Linked DNA regions of Sus scrofa: region 1 is linked to region 2. Evidence: chromatin contacts called from public HiChIP or PLAC-seq data. All regions are on one chromosome and are shown on one strand. Each heading gives the region's core, a stretch centred on a gene start, on an enhancer-like site or on the middle of the called end of the contact. The rest is flanking DNA. Distances are from core to core; before and after follow the strand shown.

What was found. HiChIP or PLAC-seq counts read pairs in DNA pulled down with a chosen protein or histone mark.
Region 1: an H3K27ac HiChIP or PLAC-seq map of skeletal muscle shows a contact between it and region 2, with 12 times the contacts expected there. The contact joins two enhancer-like sites. A contact is called at or near these places in 5 of 47 Hi-C or Micro-C datasets (embryonic fibroblasts, heart right ventricle, mesenteric adipose tissue and 2 more) and 1 of 2 datasets of contacts at active chromatin or transcription factors (skeletal muscle).

The regions. Positions count from the first base shown.
Region 1 is chr16:65,231,583-65,236,719 of Sscrofa11.1, reverse strand. No RefSeq gene overlaps it. Among named protein-coding and RNA genes, the nearest start is that of CLINT1, 260 kb to the left of the region's middle. Within about 2 kb of position 3,234, at least 24 of the 83 cell types and tissues checked have an H3K27ac peak or open chromatin away from gene starts, as enhancers often do. A contact at or near this core is called in skeletal muscle, where this site is marked.
Region 2 is chr16:64,975,672-64,980,167 of Sscrofa11.1, reverse strand. All of the region lies in intron 4 of LOC106506547 (a long non-coding RNA gene), which reads left to right. Among named protein-coding and RNA genes, the nearest start is that of CLINT1, 520 kb to the left of the region's middle. Within about 2 kb of position 2,242, at least 10 of the 83 cell types and tissues checked have an H3K27ac peak or open chromatin away from gene starts, as enhancers often do. A contact at or near this core is called in skeletal muscle, where this site is marked.

The sequences.
Region 1 (5,137 bases), core at 1,985-4,484, 260 kb before region 2:
GGCAGGTCACTGAGGTCCCACCCCAAGGCTACAACTTACAAATGTCTCAGCCCTGGTCTCAGCCCTGGTCTTTGGCCTTGACTTAAACGAGATCAGTGGGAAAAGGAAACGGTCCTTTCTCCATGCTGCCTGCCAAGCGGGATGCCTCAGACTTCTCATGGCTTTATTCTAAAGCCTTCTAGCTCAGCTCCAAGCTGCACGGCGAAATTGCTTATAGGGACCAAGACCCCCTTTCTCTGGGCAATGTTAATATTAGACTGACATGCTGGCTCTGGGTCTGCATGTGAAATCAGGGATGCAGCCTGCAACTACTCCCACTCTATCAGCAGCCAGAAGGAAGGAAAACAAAGATAAGGTTAGGGGGATGGAAACCGGGAGAGGGGACCTAGGAGGAGGGATGGGAGGGCTGAGGAAAGACAGGAGACAAAGGAACAAAGAACAGAGGTGAAGGGTGAAGGGGATGGGGAGGGTGAGAGGGGCGCATGGGACCAGGTGTCCAGAGGGAAAGGAAAGGGCCGTGCAGGGAAGCCATGGTGGAGGAGAGAGGATGGACCAGCGGGGGAACAAGAAGACCAGGAAGCCAGAGTGGTGCTTTCAAGTCGGTGCTAATGCCGGGAAACTTAAAAGGCAGGGGAAGGAGGCTCTGCCAGGCAAACAGGAAAACAGAGGGAGAGGAAGTCTAGTAATTAGAGAAAACCTGACCAAAAGGAGAGGAAAACCTCTGTGATGGAGAGGTGGCAGAAAAGCAAGGCAGGAGATTGAGATCATGGCTAGCAAGCTTTGAAGCAGGAGGGTTGAAGCAAGGGAGGCAGAGAGCAGAGCTGGGAAGGAAAAAAAGAAAAAAGAAAAAAGGAGAAGGAACGAGCAAAACACAATGCACTAGACAGCAAGGGAACAGGGAGAGAACCATTGAAAGAATGCTTACCTTAGAGCCGTAAAAACCGGAACGTGTGTATTTTGGCCTGTGGCCATTGTCCAGGAAACACAGTGTGGCTTTTAAGCAAATTGTGGAGAGGTTGTGTCCACACGTTAGTAGCTTGCCCTGGTCTGCTGGTTGGAAATGCAGCTGCTCTGAGCTGCCCACTTGTTGGCTGGCAGCCTGCTATTGGGAACATCAGAAGGAACCCACTGTCCACACCTAAGCTCATCCCCACTCGATTTATGGTGCTCTAAGTTCAGAGGCAGCAGCTTCTCTTCTAGGGCAATCACTTCCCTTAGCAGCCCAAAGAGTTGAGATGTTGATCCTGTGGGGTGACCTGCTTGCTGTCTCTTGGAAGATGTTTTTTGGTGGCACTGGTGCAGAAGTTGTAGAAGGACAGAGCGGGAGACATGTTAAAGGTAATATAGGATGGAAGTTAACAGAAGGGACCCTTGGGTCCTAGAGCCACGCTTTGGTTCCTAGTCTCCCACTTTACTGTGTAAAACAGCATATGTTTCTTAGCCTCTCTGAGCCCCAGTTACTCATCTATAAAATTGGGCTTATAATCATACCTATCTCCTAGGGTTCTGATATGGCTTAAATGAGATGATCCGTGGGACTAGTTGAATGTCTAGATCATTTTGATGCTCACTAAATGTTAGCTGTTCTTTTTGTTAACATTAAAGACCTGATAACTCTCTCTGTGTGTGTATGTGTTTTGTGTGTGTGTGTGTGTGTTTGTGTGTGTGTGTGTTTGGGGGATTACTTCTGAATGCAGAGTAAGGAGCTTAGATTTGAAGGTATTTTAGCAAGGGAATGTTCTGTGAAAATCATTGTTTGTGAAAATGGATACAGCAGTGACATGTGGGCAGCTTTGCGGAGTAAGAGAGACCATTCTGGTGACCACAGCATGCATGCGATGGTAGATGCCTGGACTAGGGATGGTGGGGTGCTGAAAAAAATGTAACAGGTATTTTGAGAGGCAGCCCAAGCCCCCAGACTTTGATGATTGGATGGACAGGTGGTAGGAGAGGGACATTTTCAGCCTGCTTCCAAGGTTTGGAGTCTAGAACAGGGGTCAGAAGGAGTGCTCAAGTGAAGAATGATTTTTTTTTTTTGCATTTTTAAAGGATTGTTAAAAAAATATTACAGAGAAAATATATGGTCTGCAAAGCTTAAAATATTTAATATTTAGACATTTATGGAAAGAGTTACTATATTCAGCCTAGAGTTTCAGAAGAAGATGCTGCCCCAGAAATCAGGTGGCCTGGAAGGATTTTGGACAAAATACAATGACCCCCCAGAAAATTAGAGCACTGGGACTAAAGCTGGCGTGATGGTCCTCTGAATAATATACAAATGTGTACACATATTCATTCCACAAATGTTTTTTGAATGTGGCTCAGCAGACAGACAGACCTGGTTAAATCCTGGCTGCATCTTCCTACAAGTGATCTCACCAAGTTATCAACCTCTGTGTGTCTCACTTTTTCCACTTGTAAAATGTAGATGATAATTATACTTACCTCCTGGATTTTTTTTTTTTTTTTGGAGGAATAACTGTGATAAGACATGTCAAGCATTTAGGTAGTGTCTGGTATATATGACATAATAAATATTAGGTTTTTATTTTTATTGCGAAGCTAAAAGCCTGGAAAATGGACATGAACATGGCAGATGTGAAAGAATAGCAAGAAAGCAAATATCTCTTGACATTATTATCATCAATATCATCACTCTTTTGCTGTGTTTAGAACTTGGGGCCCCAGTGTTCTCATTTGTAAAACATGTGGTTTGCTAAGATGCCTTCCGACTCCGTCCTTTCCATCTTTTGTCACTTTCTTCCTCCTTCCCATTTCCCTCTCTCCCCTCTATGCGGTTACAAACACGCCTAATTCCCTTTGACACTTCTGACAGCCAGGTCATCTCTTCCCCATCCTCTTTAAAAACCCCGGTCATGTAAGAGCTGATTCTATTTTCCCCTCATTCCGGGCGATCTCTCTTCCTTTTGCAGCCCCTCCCCCTCCAGGCGTTTCCAACAAAAGAGTCAGGTCATTTTTCATGCGGTATCAGCCAAATGTCAGCCTCCGAAGCATTTGTCCTTGTTTCTCTGAGTGTCGGAAGTTCTCCGTCTTCCCACTAGGACTTTCTGAGAGCATGGAGTGGATCCCAGAATTTCTAATCCTCCCTGCTGCAACCAAGCCTCTTCCCACACTCAGAGAAAAAGGATTGGGAGGGCGGGGGGAAGCGGGCCGGGCGGAGGAGCAAGGCATGCAGGCCGGCTGGCTGCCGCGCAGGGTCTGTGCTGGCTGGCACGCTGCGCCCTCGCCGGTTGCTTACCGCTGCCTTGAGAGTCCAGTCTCGGGAGAGAGATTAGGGTCATCAAGATAAGGCAGAGAATATTCAAACTGGAAGCAAAAAGGGGCTGTTTTTCCAATAGTAAGTAATCAGGGAACGGCAGGATGTAATTTGTAGATTAGGAAAGTGAACAAAGAACATAAAATTAACTTTATAGCGAAGAGGAGCGCAGTCTGTTTGAAGAAATAAACCTCCATAAAGTATTATTGTTGATAAAATCAGACTGTTGATTTAAACTCAGTAGGAAAGATGACCAAATCAGGGCGAGGAAGGGGGCTCAGTGGAAGCTGAGGCTGAAACTTCAGGAGGGGATGGGCTGAGAGACCAGATGTGGCACTGGTGTGTGCGCGCGCGTGCCTGTGCGTGTGCATGTGTGTTGAGCGAGAGATGTCTCGTCAAAGCAAGGTTGCCTGTGCCGAAGACATAGATAAGAGAGAAGATCCTTTCCAAGATGCCTAAACCGCCTTCATTTAGGGGTTGTGTTTATTTTAAACTCTGAGAACAGATACTAGGCTTTATCTTAGCCCATAGGCTGAAAAGTGATTGTCTTTATTTTAAAGTAGCATTGACTTCCAAGCAGGGATGACAGTATACATGCTATGTTCCTGCACACACCCAACTCCACTGCCCCCTATTTTTAATTCTCAAATACTGACAAAAGCTCACCAGAAACACCAGTTACTCTCTCCATGAACACCGGTACTGACCTGGGTACCAAAGCCAAAGAGTCCCAAGGTCATGCCTTTGATTCTAAGGAGATAATGGAGCAGGGCTTGTCCTGTTTATCACAGGCAGTTTGGCCAGATTAGAATAACATCCCTGCAGCGGCAGTGAGAAATCCAGCTCTGTGCTGTTAGTTGCCCTGTATTTCCCCATGTCAATCCTTCTTGGCTCCACATTGGTGAGTAGGGGACACTGATGTGGTTTTTGTTATCTTTAACCTGCTGAGATAGGACTCTTCCCAAGGACCGCGGTTCAGAGAAGCACCCCTGTGGAGCAATGTGTTCAAAAGGCTCTATTTCCCCCTCTAGGTCCTTTCTCCTCCCTTCTCTGTCCTTCTCTGACCCCTAGAAACCACATCCCAGGAATTCCTTATTTTCTGATTTTCTTTAAGTTTCAGTGAATGGGAGGCATCAGGAGGCTGGAGGGGAGAGAGAGAGGGCAGGGTTTAATTCCCTGGATACTCTCCCTGCCAGGCTGCAGGCTGGCATTGGCTTTCTCTACTGAAGTTCAGAGTACTCCTACAGGTATAGGTTGAGCCTCAGTTACAGGTTTCTCTGGGTTTGGGGCCCTGGCCTCGTCCCTTCAGGTATAGGGTAGGCCTGCCCTCCCTGTAGTTGCTATGTCTGGACAGCCTGACCAGCCTTTTTTGCCTTCATTAAAATGTGTCCTCACATATAACAATCCCTTCATGATGCCCTACCCTAATGCCTCTACTTGAGTGTGCATTTCTTGTAGGACCCTAGTGGATACAGTGATGCAGAGCTTCTTACCTGGAAACCAGAAGGCCTGGGTCATTACAAGTCATTGGGCAAGTTGCTTCTACTTACTGGTCAGGTTCTTCCTCTGTGAAATGGACATGATGGTAAGGTCATCCCTGAGCTAAAACATGTTAAGATTCTGTTTCTGCTGGTGGTGTAGTGGGCAGGGCTTTGGAGGAAAAAGAAATATGGGTTTGAATCCTGGTTTTGACACTTTCTAGGTGTGTGGCCTTGGCTAAGTCTTAATCTCCTTGAATCTTGATTGGCATCATCAAACAGAGACGATAACCCTTCCCTTGCAAGATGAGTGGGGGATTAAATAAAATTACATGTATGAAAGCAGCTAACGTAGTGTTCATAGCATGGGAGGCATCCAGTC
Region 2 (4,496 bases), core at 993-3,492:
TATTTACATACTGGCTTAGGGCATACACATACACATTTAATTAAACTTCTCCAAACAACTATTATACTACTTGGAAAGCAGCCTGATTTTTTCTTAACTCTATTCTATGCCATGCCATTCCATTCTACTCTTAAAATGCTGATCATAATAGTACAAATGATTTCATAACCCACTAATGGGCATGAAACACATTGTCAGTGAAGGAGCAGAGAGATTGGGAGGGGAAAGATTCAACAGCCAGGCAAAAGATCAAGAAAACTTAATACTAGGGCAGGAATGGGGCAGAGGAAAGAGCTAACACAGACATTTCAGATACAGAGTCTGTAAGGAAAAAGGAACGGTCAGAAAAAAATACATGACTTTGGGAGTTCCGGTCGTGGCACAGCGGTTAACGAATCTGACTAGGAACCATGAGGTTGCGGGTTTGATCCCTGCCCTTGCTCAGTGGGTTAACGATCTGGCGTTGCCGTGAGCTGTGGTGTAGGTTGCAGATGTAGCTCGGATCCCGCATTGCTGTGGCTCTGGCGTAGGCTGGCAGCTACAGCTCTGATTAGACCCCTAGCCTGGGAACCTCCATATGCTGCGGGAGCGGCCTAAGAAATAGCAAAAAGACAAAAAAAAAAAAAAATTCAAGACTTTGGTCAGTTTTCATTATTATCATTATTTTTTGTGTCCCCAGTGTAAATTGATGCCGAGGTAACATCATTGGAGAAGGCTGGTTTTTGTTTTTATTTCTCTACTAATTTTTGGCAGGGAGGAGATACTATTTCTGGCTCTGGGCCAGCAGAGTTGAAGCTGCTTAGCATGGTAGAAATGTCCAGTAAATTGCAGGGAAGATAGGCTGTGGCATGGATGAGGGTCAGGGGTGGTGGTGTGGATTTATGAGTCCTGCCCATGCAGGGCCTGGTGGATGAGGTCACCGGAAGAGAGAGAACATGGTTTCTGAGACTAATAGCCTCTCCCTATATATTGATATCTATCTGAGTAATAATATTCATTTCTACTGTAATAAAGACCCACTCAGCAGATGGTATCATGTCATAAATAAGTCAAAGAAAACCCAAGATGTGATCCTTGCCCTTTGAGAGGCTATAATTTATTTAGGCCCCCTGGCTTGAGCTGACTGGTGTTTTCATATTTATTGAGCACCAACTATCAGCTACATACTATTCTAAGTGCTCAGAATAAAGCAGTGAATGAAATAAATATTCCTGCCAGCATGGAGCTTATTCTCTAGTAGAAGGATCCAGACAATAAACAAATCTAGCAAATAAACTGATGAAATACATATTATGTCATATGGTAGTAAATGCTACAGAAAAAAATAAAGCAGGGAAGGGAGAGGGGTGCCAGATGGAGAAAGTGCATCTTTAAATCAGGGGAGTCTTCTTGAAAAACTGGTGATTAAGCCCCCTGGGAATCCTGGTTCTTGGGACGACTGATACGATAAAAGCATAATGAGACTAGTCCTGATGGTCTCGAGGCAGAGCCTGATGGAAACCTGTGAGGGGTGAGGGTGGGAGGCAGAGGGTTGGAATCTTCTAGGAATTCTGCCCTGGGCTCCTCTTTTCACTGCTGCTTTGAACACATGGAGGCGGGGGGGAGGGCTTCCCCTACCTTGATTCCTGCCTTTTTGTCACACGACACTCCCCTTCTTTAATCTCTTCTTTTCCAAAGCTCCTTCCCTTCTTATTTTTCATTGGGAAGTCACAAAACTCAGAACCTAGGGACCGCAGGACCTAACTCATACAACAAGCGAGTGACACGGATCTCATGTTCAAGATGTGTCTATTTGCAGCCAACTACGGGCCACTGGTTCTATGGGATGTTAAGAGTTATTACATGAAAATAGGATTTTGTGGTCAAACTCATTTGAAAAATTCTGAGCTAAACAAGCTAAATAGGATTCTTGACTGTAGTACTTCACAAAATCTGAAGTGTGCTCTTGAGCACTGCCAATCTCCAAGAGGAAACAGAGCGTGCATGATTTTCCAAACGTACTTGGCCATAAAAACCCCTTGTTGTGGAAAATCTCTCAGGGGATTGCTGTTCCAAGGTACACACATTGGGAAAGAGTCAACAGGCTGTATTGTATGATGATGGGCTTCCGAATCTCACTTTCCTCATCCATAAAATTAGAATGTTGGACTGTTGCCCAAAGAATGTCAACAGTACTGCAGGGCTCTGTCCTTGGCCTTGAGTTTGTTCAGAATTTTATCTGAGAGCTGCATGAACAGAAAAAAAAGGAAAATTATCACATCTGGAGATGACATAGGGTTGGGAAGGGTGACTAATAGGTCAGATGACAGAATCAAGACTTAAACTTATCTTGACATGTTAGAATGATAGGCCAAACTGATTTGCAGAAAATTTAATAAGGATAAATATATGGTTCTGCTTTTAGTTTCAGAAAATTGATTTTTAAAGTATAGGATGTGGGAGAGCAGGTTTGACAGCAGCTGAAGTGAAAAAAAAATGTAAAAGATCTTAAGATTTTGATTGACCGCAAGCCCAAGAGTTGTCAGGGGCTGTGGCAGCTCTAAAACTAACCCAGTGAGGTTTTATTAACAGAAATGATTCAATTCTGAGGGCACTGTGGGCCCCCTTGGCACTGGTTCCTTGGGTCTGTTGCCACCTGGAGTATTTATCTCTAACATTTTTGAGTGCTTGTTCAGTGCTTGTCACTCTATTACTATGCATGCTGTGTGTGTTATCTATTTCGTTCCCACAATAGAAAGATCAGCAGGTGCTATTATTATAATCATTTCCATTCTACAGATGAGGACACTGAGGTTCAGGGATCATACCAAGCTGTGGAGCCAGGATTTGAAAACAGGTGAACAATGTCCAGAACCTGGATTAGGCTGACTTGTCCCAGGAGGGCAAGACACTGGGGAATCAGAAGGTTTGGAGGAATGACTGATGCTGTTTAAAGGGATGAAAGGGCTAAAAATGAGCACTGTCTTCTAACTTACAGATGCTCTTCTGTTGAAGAGGTTGCAACTTTTGCTATGATACTTTATTGGGAGCACTTAGGAATGGCCAGTGGAAATCACAGAAAGATTTTAATTCAGAGTAAGGAAAGACTTGCTAAGGGCTAGACTAATCCAGAATGGATTGAGAAACCTCATTAAATTTCTTTGGAAGTTCCCATTGTGGAGCATTGGAAATGAATCCAACTAGTAACTGTGAGGATGTGGGTTTGATCCCTAGTGGGTTTAAGGATCCAGCACTGACATGAGCTGTGGTGTAGGTGGCAGATGTGGCTCACATCCCACATTGCTGTGGCTGTGGTCCAGGCTGGCAGCTGCAGCTCTGATTAGACCCTAACCTGGGAATTCTACATGCCGCAGGTGTGGCCCTAAAAAGTTAAAAAAAAAAAAATTCTCTTTCTGTCTCTTTCTCTCTCCTTCTTTATATCTCTCTGTGTCTTTATCTCTGTCTCTGTCTCCCTCTGTCTCTCTTTTTCTCTCTGTCTCTGACTCTGTCTTACTCTCTCTCTCTGTTTTAGTGTATTTAAGTGGAACCTACATGCTCATGGATTCCAGTTGTTGGTAAAATTTTGACCTTCATTTACTGGGCTTATAAGTAATGAATTAAAAAACTCAGTTGATCTGTTTATAATGTTTGAAACACGTTGAGATGCACAAAATAATGTGACGGAGCCCCTGCTTTCAAAGAGCTTCTAATCCAATCAGGGAGAGAAACACAGAAACAGATTACAGGTGATCCTGAGCCTGCAGTGGTTTAGCCTGTGAGCTCTGCTCTCATGATTGTTTTGGCCCTCAATATCACCCCCTCAGAAACAACCAGAGCTTTGTTCGGGGTTGTCCAGTGTCTGCAAAAGATAGAGCCTTTCCACAGTTAATGGTGGTCAAGGTCTAAGGTGATTCAGGGCACTCTGATGGAAAAAAGAAAGCAAGAGACCATGAGGAAGAAGAGTTGGGGAGCTGAGGAAGTGTTGGGGAGGAATAGGAGGAATTGGAAGCAGAATCAGTAACAAAGGAATAGTATCAGTGGGGCCATACCAAAAAGTAGTCCCTGACACATTCAGGTGCCTTCAGAGGCATTAGTACCCATTGAAATTTAGGGGTTTTGGAGACTGATGACCCTAGTTGTGAATACCAGGCAGGTCATGGTAGCAGAGAGCACATGTGCTCACTCCAGGGAGAGGGACCAGGAAGAAAGAGCCTGGCCAGTCCAAGCTCATGAGAGTCTCATTTTAAGAAGCTTCATTCATTCCAACCCTTGATGAAACGGTTCCCCCAAGACACTTTTAGAATGTAGCATTTGTGTTCAGTGTTTTAGTCTCAAGTAATCAATTCTTACAAAATCATTTTTTTAACTCACTTATGTCATATGAATTTTGGAATTTTTCCAGATGTACAGGCTTACGTAGAACAAGCTTTACTCTCTATGTCAAAGAACCAATTGGGTCAAAAGGTAGAGGCCATCAAGAATAAGGCCATTCCTCTCCTGTAACTTAAATGTCTGTA